Regions from separate parts of the Alosa sapidissima genome. Here region 1 is linked to region 2. A link is a contact called in public Hi-C data. All regions are on one chromosome and are shown on one strand. Each heading gives the region's core, a stretch centred on a gene start, on an enhancer-like site or on the middle of the called end of the contact. The rest is flanking DNA. Distances are from core to core; before and after follow the strand shown. Region 1 holds the start of ece2a (EEF1A lysine methyltransferase 4). Region 2 holds the start of camk2n1a (calcium/calmodulin-dependent protein kinase II inhibitor 1a).

The links. A called contact is a pair of places that touch in the nucleus more often than the background predicts.
Region 1: a contact with region 2 is called in a Hi-C map of muscle, with 8 times the contacts expected there. The contact joins the promoter of ece2a here to the promoter of camk2n1a in region 2. A contact is called at or near these places in 2 of 2 Hi-C or Micro-C datasets (both in muscle).

What each region holds. Positions count from the first base shown.
Region 1 is chr1:27,065,897-27,070,740 of fAloSap1.pri, forward strand. It overlaps ece2a (EEF1A lysine methyltransferase 4), which reads right to left and starts at 2,730. Exons shown (of 4, transcript XM_042108590.1): 1 at 2,419-2,730; 2 at 2,103-2,263. The coding sequence starts at 2,262.
Region 2 is chr1:26,932,576-26,937,768 of fAloSap1.pri, forward strand. camk2n1a (calcium/calmodulin-dependent protein kinase II inhibitor 1a) reads left to right here and starts at 3,514. Exons shown (of 2, transcript XM_042108602.1): 1 at 3,514-4,284; 2 at 4,788-5,193. The coding sequence starts at 4,116. The coding sequence ends at 4,858.

The sequences.
Region 1 (4,844 bases), core at 1,480-3,979, 130 kb after region 2:
TGCATTGTATTCTCCACATTTTAGATACATTTTGGTGTACCACATGGCATTTTCTTTCAGTGAATCTTTTGCTTTGCAATTACCTTCCTGCCCTCTTCTTGGCTGCCTTTACTCTTTCGTCTTCATTAACATAAATCTTTTTGGCCTCAATAATCCAGTTACATAGTCTCTGTTTTTGGTTTTGGATTTTGTGAAATACATTTCTAAAGAAGTGCGACTTATATATGTTTTTTTCCTGTTCATGATGCATTTTTTGACTGATGCGACTTATACTCAGGAGCGACTTATATGGTATACTCATGTACACAACCGGAAAATATGGTATACATATTCTACTGCTCTTCATCCTGCACATACACTTATTCTTAATACTATTATAATGTAACTGTTTCTGCACTACAATGGTACTGTTACCATACTGCACATAGCTGTACATATCTGTTTTTATGGTTCATACTAATTATCCATATTTATTCAGTTTTTCGGTAATATATTCTGTTAATACACAGCATATATCTATATTGTTCTTACTTAATGGTACTGCCTCTACATTGCATCTGTACATGTTGTTCATACAGTGTTCATATTACATAGCCATATTTATTCTGCTCTTATAAGGTTACTGCTAATACACTGCACACATACTTATATTTAATGTATACTACTCTAAACCACCTTCTGAAAACAACTGTATACTACTACTGTCTACACTGCATCTTTTGTCCTGTTTATGCACCACCTACTGTATATCACATTGCACTTTTCTGCTTTTTTTGCACTTCTGGTTAGACACAAACTGCATTTCGTTGTCTCTGTACTTAAAGTTTAGTAGTATACCCGGCCTCTGGCAGTGTAAATGTGAAACAATCACTTCTAGCCAATCAACAAGCTGGTTCTAAAGCACAGAAAGGAGGGGTGTAATTGTGGGACTGTTGAATGCTACAGATTTCCCCTGGTAATTCGGTAACTAAAGTAATCAGAGGACCTCTGCCACTGGGAGAAAACCTCAGGCCAAGCTCATGGCTGCACTGCAGGTATACAGGTGTACTTGGACCAGGAGCCAACTGGACGCTATTTTTGCCACAGTTGTATGCACAGAGAAACAAAACTGACCATGACAATGAGTCAGAGAGGCTTCAAGCTTTATAGCCTGGCTGGTTTTGGAAACAGCAGACACAAAGTATCCACTGATTCCTACACATGTGAAACATGTGAATGGCTGAGAATCTAAGAGCATAAGGGTTAAGGCATAATCTTTACAGCCAATCAAAATCTTTGATCTGAACAACAGCAACCTTAAAAATATGTTGGGTGTGTTTGATTCCATCCAGATCCAAAATCATCAGTTAAAGGTATAATTTATTTTAGCCAATAGGTGCAGTTCTCCACATTTGTTAGTCATAGTCATTGATCAGGTGCTGGGAGAGGGGAGGGGTGCTAAAGGCTAGTCATCATCACAGTTAGTAGTGCTCAGTGATGCTCCTTCTACAGTAGGACGACAATACTGCAGTGAGCATGCGAGGGCAGGCAGTAATTAGTTGTGCATAAGAAAATACATAAAGAAAATTTGCATAGGCTACCACAATAAGTCTTGAGATATTCTCCCTCAACATTATACAAAGAAATTCTCTTCACCCACAACCACCAACCATTTCTATAATATTAAGCAAATATGACAATGCTGGCATGTTGAGCATACTAAATGACAGCTTTCAAAAGCCCACTACTTCTAGGCAGGGATTAGTTACTGAACAGGCCTACGGGCCCAGGCCCAGGGGGTCTGAGGCCCAAGACCACCCCTGATATATGAATGGAGTGAAATGACACCGCCCTAACACAAGTTACGCCTTGTGTGATAATCATGATTTGTAACTTTGTTTTTTCACAACAAGATGCCTTGAATCTGTTGATGGTTATGTCATATGTGATGGGACCTGGGAAACCCCATCAATTTGTGTGTGCTCATGTGGCCCATAATCAGTGAATTCAAGATCCAGTGCTTAACAAGACACAAACCTTTACCCAAAGGATCATCACACATTTTTGCTTACAGGTAGACTTGATCTCATAGTGTTCTTCTGTAGGCTATAACGTTGACTCACCAAGAACTAATATGGAATCTTCTTTGTCGACATGACCCTGGAGTAAGTGATGAAATCTGGACAAGTCTCCAAACCATTCGAAACTCTGTTCGGTCTTGTATCGCTCGTCCCAGTACTCCACGTCTTTGTATCTCGAATTGGAGTTAGGTAGATACTCCATCCTGACAGGAGACAGAAAAAACTGTCATGTAGCCTAACTGCTCGACTAACTCGTTGATGCTTGCTTCCTCACACACCATCCAGATCGGCATGGCTTTATGAGTGATTAAAACATAATAGGCTATACACTCAAAACCAAGCTCAAAATTAAACATACCCAAGTTCTCTATCTTGTCATTACCTTGTTTGTTCACGTTTGATGAAATAACAGTTAACATACGCTGAAGCCTCTGTCTTCTTCCCCTACCTCTGATGTCAATTTCTGATGTCAGGCTACAGACGAAACACTCTAACTCGAATTAGAATGTCGCTACTATATTTCGGTGCACTGACAGTCCAACAAATAAAAACAAAACACCCAGTTATAAACCTAAAGGACTCTACACGTGTAGTTAGTAGTAGCCGGTGTCTCGCCATACGATACGCGAAAGCACACAAACAGGAAGTTAATTGCATAGCCTACAGAGCAATGCCATCCAATCACAGTGAACATTGTAAAATTAGGGAAGACTTTCCGGTAACATTTTGCTGACAAGCTTTCACATTAAAAGTGGCACCTTATAGCAGTGAAACTTCATAATAAATGTCCTAGGCTATAGTGTGCTTCCCTAATCGAGACTTCAAGCCTAATCTTCATGCCAAGTTTATCACAGGATGTTCATAAGAATGAATAGAAATTGAAACGCTGTGGATAGATTGAAAATCTGAATCTGCTTTCTGTCTACCTTAACACAAGATGCATATGTTGTGCTTCAACACAGAGTTGTGCTAATTACATCAAGTGTGCAGCATTCTGTAACTTCATGTGCAAATATAGCAGGCCTATTAGGGACAGTTGTGGCCTACTGGTCAGGGCTTCGGGCTTGTAACTGGAGGGTTCGAACCGTGACCAGTAGGAACGGCTGAAGCTCCCCTGAGCAAGGCACCTAACCCCTCACTGCTCCCTGAGCACCGCCGTAGCAAGGCAGCTCACTGCTCCGGGTTAGTGTGTGCTTGCTAGCCTGACGAGCCAGACCCACATTAAAATGTAGGGTCTGGGCACTCACCGTTCGCAGTGCTCAGTCCGAGGGGCGGGATAATCGGTTGTCTTTCAAATTCCCTCTGCACGCAATAGGACAGCGCTGAGTCCCATGCGTTTTCCCACCAGCAGAGCTAGTTGGCTAGTTCAAACTTTTGCCAACTTAAAACAAGCTTAACTCGTGTCACACTGTTGGCCAACAGCAACATCCATCTTCTTTGTTTTCAAGTAGCAGGGAATTCAAGCCAAACCGTTGCAACTCTGACATCAATCATTATGTTAAGCCCGCCTAACGACTCTATACACGATTTGATTGGCCTGATAGAAGTTTAATTTTTCGAGCTCACAAGCCAACGGAGAGTTGCTAGACTAGCCCTGGAAGCAAATGTAATTTGCTGCCGCTAGGGTGCATCTAGATTTCTAGGCTATGTGCTTGCTCTATGTGACCACTAATTCACAGATGGGATAAATGCAGAGACAAAATTCCTTGTATAGGCTACACCTTTACATTATTAGTATGCAGATGCTGTATTGACTCTATGCTGATACTGAAGGTAGCTCTACTTAACTGGCTTAACCTGCCAGTGATGTGATGTGGTAAACCTAAGACAGTCAGAGTAGTGTCTTTGCCCTTGCATCCACGGACCATGTGTGTTTGTCGACCATATGCCACACCTAATAATGGACACAGCGCTGGTGGTGAGGGTATGGGTTTGAGAAAGAGAATATGACTATAAAGAAGATCCAAAACAGAAATTCCTGACCCTGTCCACTTAATCTGCTCCACCTTCTGCATGGCCTAGGCTGCAGTAAGAAACGTTTTTTAAATAATGGCCCTAAAACGTTAATGGCCCTGGCTCCTGAACCTCCCCATTAGTGATAGCATGTTTTACTACCATATTTCTCTGGAGACTCAGGGCCAATCTCGATTCTCGATTTCCCTCCACCTTTACCTACCTCTTGGCCCTCGAAACAGAGTGGTAAGGGCTAGGGGTAAAAACATACACCTAGGAAATGAGACACCACTTCAGTCAGTCCAAGGACACACACAAGAGACCCACCTGGGTCCATACAAAGCAGATTTACAATACTTTTATTAGCCACTCTGGGATTCCTTGCACACACAAACAAACAGATGCAGGAATAACAACACTCAGACAAAGAATGTGATGCTATCATGCTTTACTCCAAAACATTTCTCAGAACAAAATCTGTAAAACATAACAGGTTCGGTAATGTTAACTAGGTCCACTCCACTACTCATTCCAGTGTGTACATTGCGTAGGACGTGCACCACGTGGTTGCCCAATGTAATATATTGGGTACTTTACAGGGTCATCAGACTTCCACCAGGCCTGTACACAGTCCATTAGACAGACAGACAGACGAAAAGAAAAAAAGATTCATGGCTGCAGTGCATGAAGAACCTTGATTGGTTCTGGAATCCTGAGTCATGAATAGTCATTTGACAGCATTGTGGGAGTGGCTAATGGCAGAAGGATATGATAAGATTCCATCTTTAAGTATTGTGGTTTACTCACCCCATCTCATTATGTTCAAAACAT
Region 2 (5,193 bases), core at 2,264-4,763:
CTCCTCTTGTAGTCAAACATTTAAATATTATGCCCCATCTCTTCTCACTACGACGACCCACACAGATGGTATATGGGCCGAAGCAGTCAACACCAGTAGAGTAGAAGGCTGGTTTGAACAAACGGAGGCGGGATGGGGGCAAATCAGCCATTCTTGGAACCTCTGGTTTTCCTCTCCAGATCTGGCACTGTACACAGTGGTGCTGATGTCGCATTATGGCCTCTCGACCTCTCAATACCCAATATTTCCGCCTCAGCTCTGCAAAAACTCTTTCCGCCCCAGGGTGGTGTAGCTCCTCATCATAGTGCTTTATAAGAAGAGTAGTCAGGGGGTGTTTGGGGTCTAGTACTACGGGGTGTACCACTTCGTGATTCAGTGCCTCTCCCCTGCGCAGGCGACCACCAACCCTCAGGAGCCCGTCAGTATCCAGTTCAGGTGACAAGGTGAGGAGTCTGCTCCTCACCTTGCTGGTAGATGACTGATGACCCGTGGGTCATTGCTGGCCCACTGTCGCAAAGAGAAGCCCCCCTCTGCCAGTAGAACTCTGAGTTTGTCAGCCAAACTCTTGGCGTCCTCCATGGTGGCACAGCTCTGCAGCCAGTTGTCCACGTAAAAATGGTGCTCCACTGCGTTGCGAACATCCTCATGTGGGTCACTGTGGTCAATGACATGCTTTTGAAGGGCAAATGTTGCACAACACGGGCTGCACGTGGTGCCAAACGGAAGAACATTCCACTGGTAAATGGTCACTGGGGCTTCACGGACTGTGTCTCGCCAAAGGAACCGGAGGAGGGGTTTGTCTTCAGGCAACAGGCGTACCTGGTGGAACATCCCCTTGATGTCACTAGCAAAGGCAACCGTGTGCTCCCTGAAGTGAAGCAACACACCAAGGAGACTTGCACCAAGAGTAGGCCCTGCCAACAGACACTCGTTAAGGTTGCAACCTTGGTACTGGAAGGAGCAGTTAAAAACTACCCGATGTTTCCCGTTGTGGCAAACTAGATGATGTGGTATGTACCATGACTCAGGGGACTGGTCCACCATGTCGGCTGGCAGTCTGGTGACATAGCTAGACTCCTCCAGTTTGCGTATCTCTTCATTATACACCTTAGCCAGCTCTGGATTCTTGTTCAGGCGCTTTTAAGTCCCTTGTAACTGTGGCAGGACCGCTTGAGGGGGAGCCTTTAACTGTATTTTGATTATTTTCCTCAGCAGCGGTGTTGCATATCTGAGGATACCATCGACATCCACTCTGACTGTCCTGGACTGCAGCAGCTCTACCGCCTCTTGATCACTTCTGGAACGGGTCACCTCTTTCTCACTCTTATAAGGCAATATATGTCAAGTTGCCACAGCTTCTCGATCTGCTCACGCAGCTCTATAGAGGGTGACGTCATAGCTGTGAACAAGCACTGCTGTGGAGACAAGCGGTGTTGGAGCAGTTTCGTGGGTCCTTGGAGTGTCCAGCCCAGCCTGGTCTTAATGGCAGCTGGTCCCCCTGGTGGTCCCAACCGTACCAGCTCTTATGGTGTGATCAAGTGGGGGTAGTCTGATCCTATCAACAGCAGTGGCTGAACATTGTCGAGGGGCTGGAGTGGGAGGTCTCGAAGGTGATGGTACTTATCGCAGAGCTTGGCTACTGGATGGCTGTGACTGGCAAGCCCTAGCCGTCCAGCAGTAAAGGCACCCGTTATCTTGAACTTCCTATGCGGCTGTGAGGTGGGTGAAAGCGTGAAGGTGATATTCGCTCCTGTTATGACCTGTGCATCATTCTTCATTGTCCTGAGTGAGAGGTCCTCTGGCTGTCCTACTAAGCCTAGGTGTTTAACCGCATCATGCAGCAGTATGGTCCTTTCAGATCCATCATCCAGAATGGCATAAGTTGTTAATGTGCATGGACCATTATACAGGAGTACTTTGACTACCTTCAACAGAACAGTATTACTGTGGTCTGGCCTGTCTAGGTAGAGTGTTCCTGTAGATGGCTTTGCCACTGCTTGTGGTTTCTCACCTTCACTCTGTGGTCTAGCATTAACATCATGAAGCACAGACAGGTGTTTGCCCTTGCAGGTTTGACATGTGGCCTTCAGACGGCACTTAGCTGCCTGGTGTTTACAACCGCATCTCCAACACCTGTAATTGGTCTTAATCTAGGCTGTCTTCTGATCACTTGCATCTGGAAGTTGCTGCACTGGTTGAGATAGTGGCTGTCGTTCTCACAATAGGGGCAATAGATCTTCACTGAGTCTGTCTTGATCTCTGTACCTTGAACTCCACTATGTGGCCTTTTTAACACTGTATATATAGAACACTCTATGCTTTGGACATGGTGCATCAACACTGTAGGCCTATAACATAAACTTTTCCTATAGGCTAAAATGTTATGGATGTGACATGGCCATGGAGCCTTACAAATCTAAGGAGGTGCTCTTCAGGCAAACTGAGCATACACATTGCTCTACCATTCCCTTGTCAATCTGGAATTTGTCAAATGATAACAATTTGTTGGAACTTTGAGTCATTTATCCCCTTTTTAAATATGTATAATATTGCCATGTGAAAAATTTTGTTTCTGTATGGTTGCACACCATATGATGTAAAAAGAGTGTAATTTTTCATCAAATTCAATCAGATCAGTTGCAAACATCCCATGGTAAGGATGACCTTTGCATGGAATTGCCCTATGTCTAATTACAGCGGAAGACATTTTGAATTCTGAATTGAAAATGCAATGTCCTCACAGGTCTTGGGACCTGTTGTTGCCATGCCAACAATGTTAAGCCCTCTTGTTCCTCTCTTACGAAATGAAAGTAGGCTACAAATATAACCAATGACAGGCGTTCGTGTTCAGAAATGTATAAATGTTTGCGAAGTAGGCCTATTCCTTTGCATATCCCAAACGTGAGGAGCCGCTGATATGAACTGACCGAGTTCGCTGGCCTTGGTGCTGAAAATATTCGGTTCGGAAAACCTCTCACTATTAGCATACTACTATAGGCTACTAGCTATGATGATATAGAAAATAGCTCATCATCGCCTTCCATTAGGCTAGGGGACTCATGAATAGTCAGACAAATAGGATCTAAATAAACACAGCCTTGTTAGAGCACCAAGCTTTAAAGCGGGAAGCCACATGGGTTTGCTACTAGCCTCCTTTTGACGCACGATGAGCTTCACCAAAAATCCTTTAGAACAAGATTCATTAAGCTAATTGATTCGTTGCATGTGGACACAGCCACTAACTGTATGTCCGATTACGAGGAATAGGCTAGGCTTTTACTGCAGATTAGGTAGCCTACAGACCATTGTTAAAATGAACGATTAAATCATTTCCACAACCATTCAAGTGTAAAAACAATGCTGGGAAAATATGAATTCTATATTAGGCCTATCCTCATCAGTGAAGATAGCTTCATAAAAATATGTTTTCCAATAACCTAAATGAGGTCATTATTAAATGCAATATATATTATATTGTATTTAAGCTACTAACGTCTAAGCAATTAAATCACACAAGTTGAGAAAGTAAACGACAATGTAGCGTAACAACGTGCGTTGAAGCTTTTTTAACCTAGCCTAAACGCTGTGAGCCAAACTGGAGTGACGTTAAGATGCGTTCTAATCTTTTTTGCATAGGCTCTCCTATAGCACTTTCCACACTTGCCTGTTGATGTCACCCTTGGTCCTCCTGGATTCCCCCACCACATACACACACGAACGCGCGCGCACGCATACATACATAAACACACACACACACACACACACACAACCCGGATGGATGACTTCACTGTTCCGCCTGGGTTTCCTTTATGATCCTGGGATCTCCCAGCTCTCTCTACAGACCTCTGTGAACAACCAAGGCAGACGCACTCTCCTCTTCCAGCTCGGTCAACACTTGGTTTCCACATAGCCTACTTGCACCGCTTGCACTTGGGTCCTTAACCTTTCGGAAGCTGGCTGTGCAAGGATTCTTCGTATTCTATTCAAGGGATTTCCATCGGAGTTGGTGAAAGGTGCATTTATATTGCAAGGAACCTTGCTATTCTCTTCGACTGCGACGAAAGCATAGTATCAGTTTTAAACTTCGCCCTTCGAACCACTCTTTTGGTGCCATAATGTCCGAAGTACTGCCATACAGCGAGGGGAAAATGAGCGGCTATGGAACGGACAACGATGTCAGTCAGATGTCTTTCAGCTGCGGGCTGCAAGACACCAACTCTTTTTTCGGGGCGTCACAGGCTAAAAGACCCCCTAAATTGGGCCAGATTGGCAGGGCAAAGCGAGGTGAGAAACGTTTCTTGTTGGAAAATGTTGAGATTGGCTACCGAAGTCGTCTTTTGGTAACTTTATATGATTAGAACACTTTAATTGGTATGGAAAAGTAGCTCAACACAGATAAGCGTAATGTCAAATAGTTTTACTATATATAAACATTTCGATGAAATATATGCTACTACTTGTATATTGCAAGTTCATTATAATAACTGTCAATGCTTGTGTGTTCATACGACTCACTTAACCAAATGCCAGTATTTCATGTAGTGACGACATGTGTTATTGAAATGTGTGTGAGAAATTTACGCAACATATCCCACAGTAAAGTACAATGACGACTGCAAACATGACGTTAGTTGTGCTCAGTGGTTAGATGGCTTTCTACTTGGCGCAATTTGTTGTCGGTTCTTCGCTTGGCATTTATCAACTTGAATGTGTTGAATGTGCGCCGATCTAGCCGATGTTTCTCCTCTCAACATCTTGCTCACGCACTCTTTTCTCCCTCCTTGCAGTTGTCATTGAAGACGACCGAATAGACGAAGTTCTGAAGGGAATGACAGACAAATCATCACCCGGCGTTTAATCTTGAATGATGCCTTTCAGACATTTTATTTTTATCACCGATTTGAAGCACTTGTCGGTTGTGCATGTTCGAGGACTGTTATGGGAATGGACGGCACGAAGCGAATACCGAGAGAGCAAATAGGAGAACGAACGAAGAGAGAGAGGAAGCTGAAGAGATGGAGAGACGAAGAGAGATTTATTTTGAGGTTGCTGGCAATTCTCCGATCGAAACCCTACTAACACTGCTGCTGCGCAGAAAGATAGTTGTCTGATACGTGCAGCTCCGTCCTTAAAACCTTTGCTGATGTATAGCGATGGATGAACTTGCCATTATTTCACGACCATTCTCTTCCA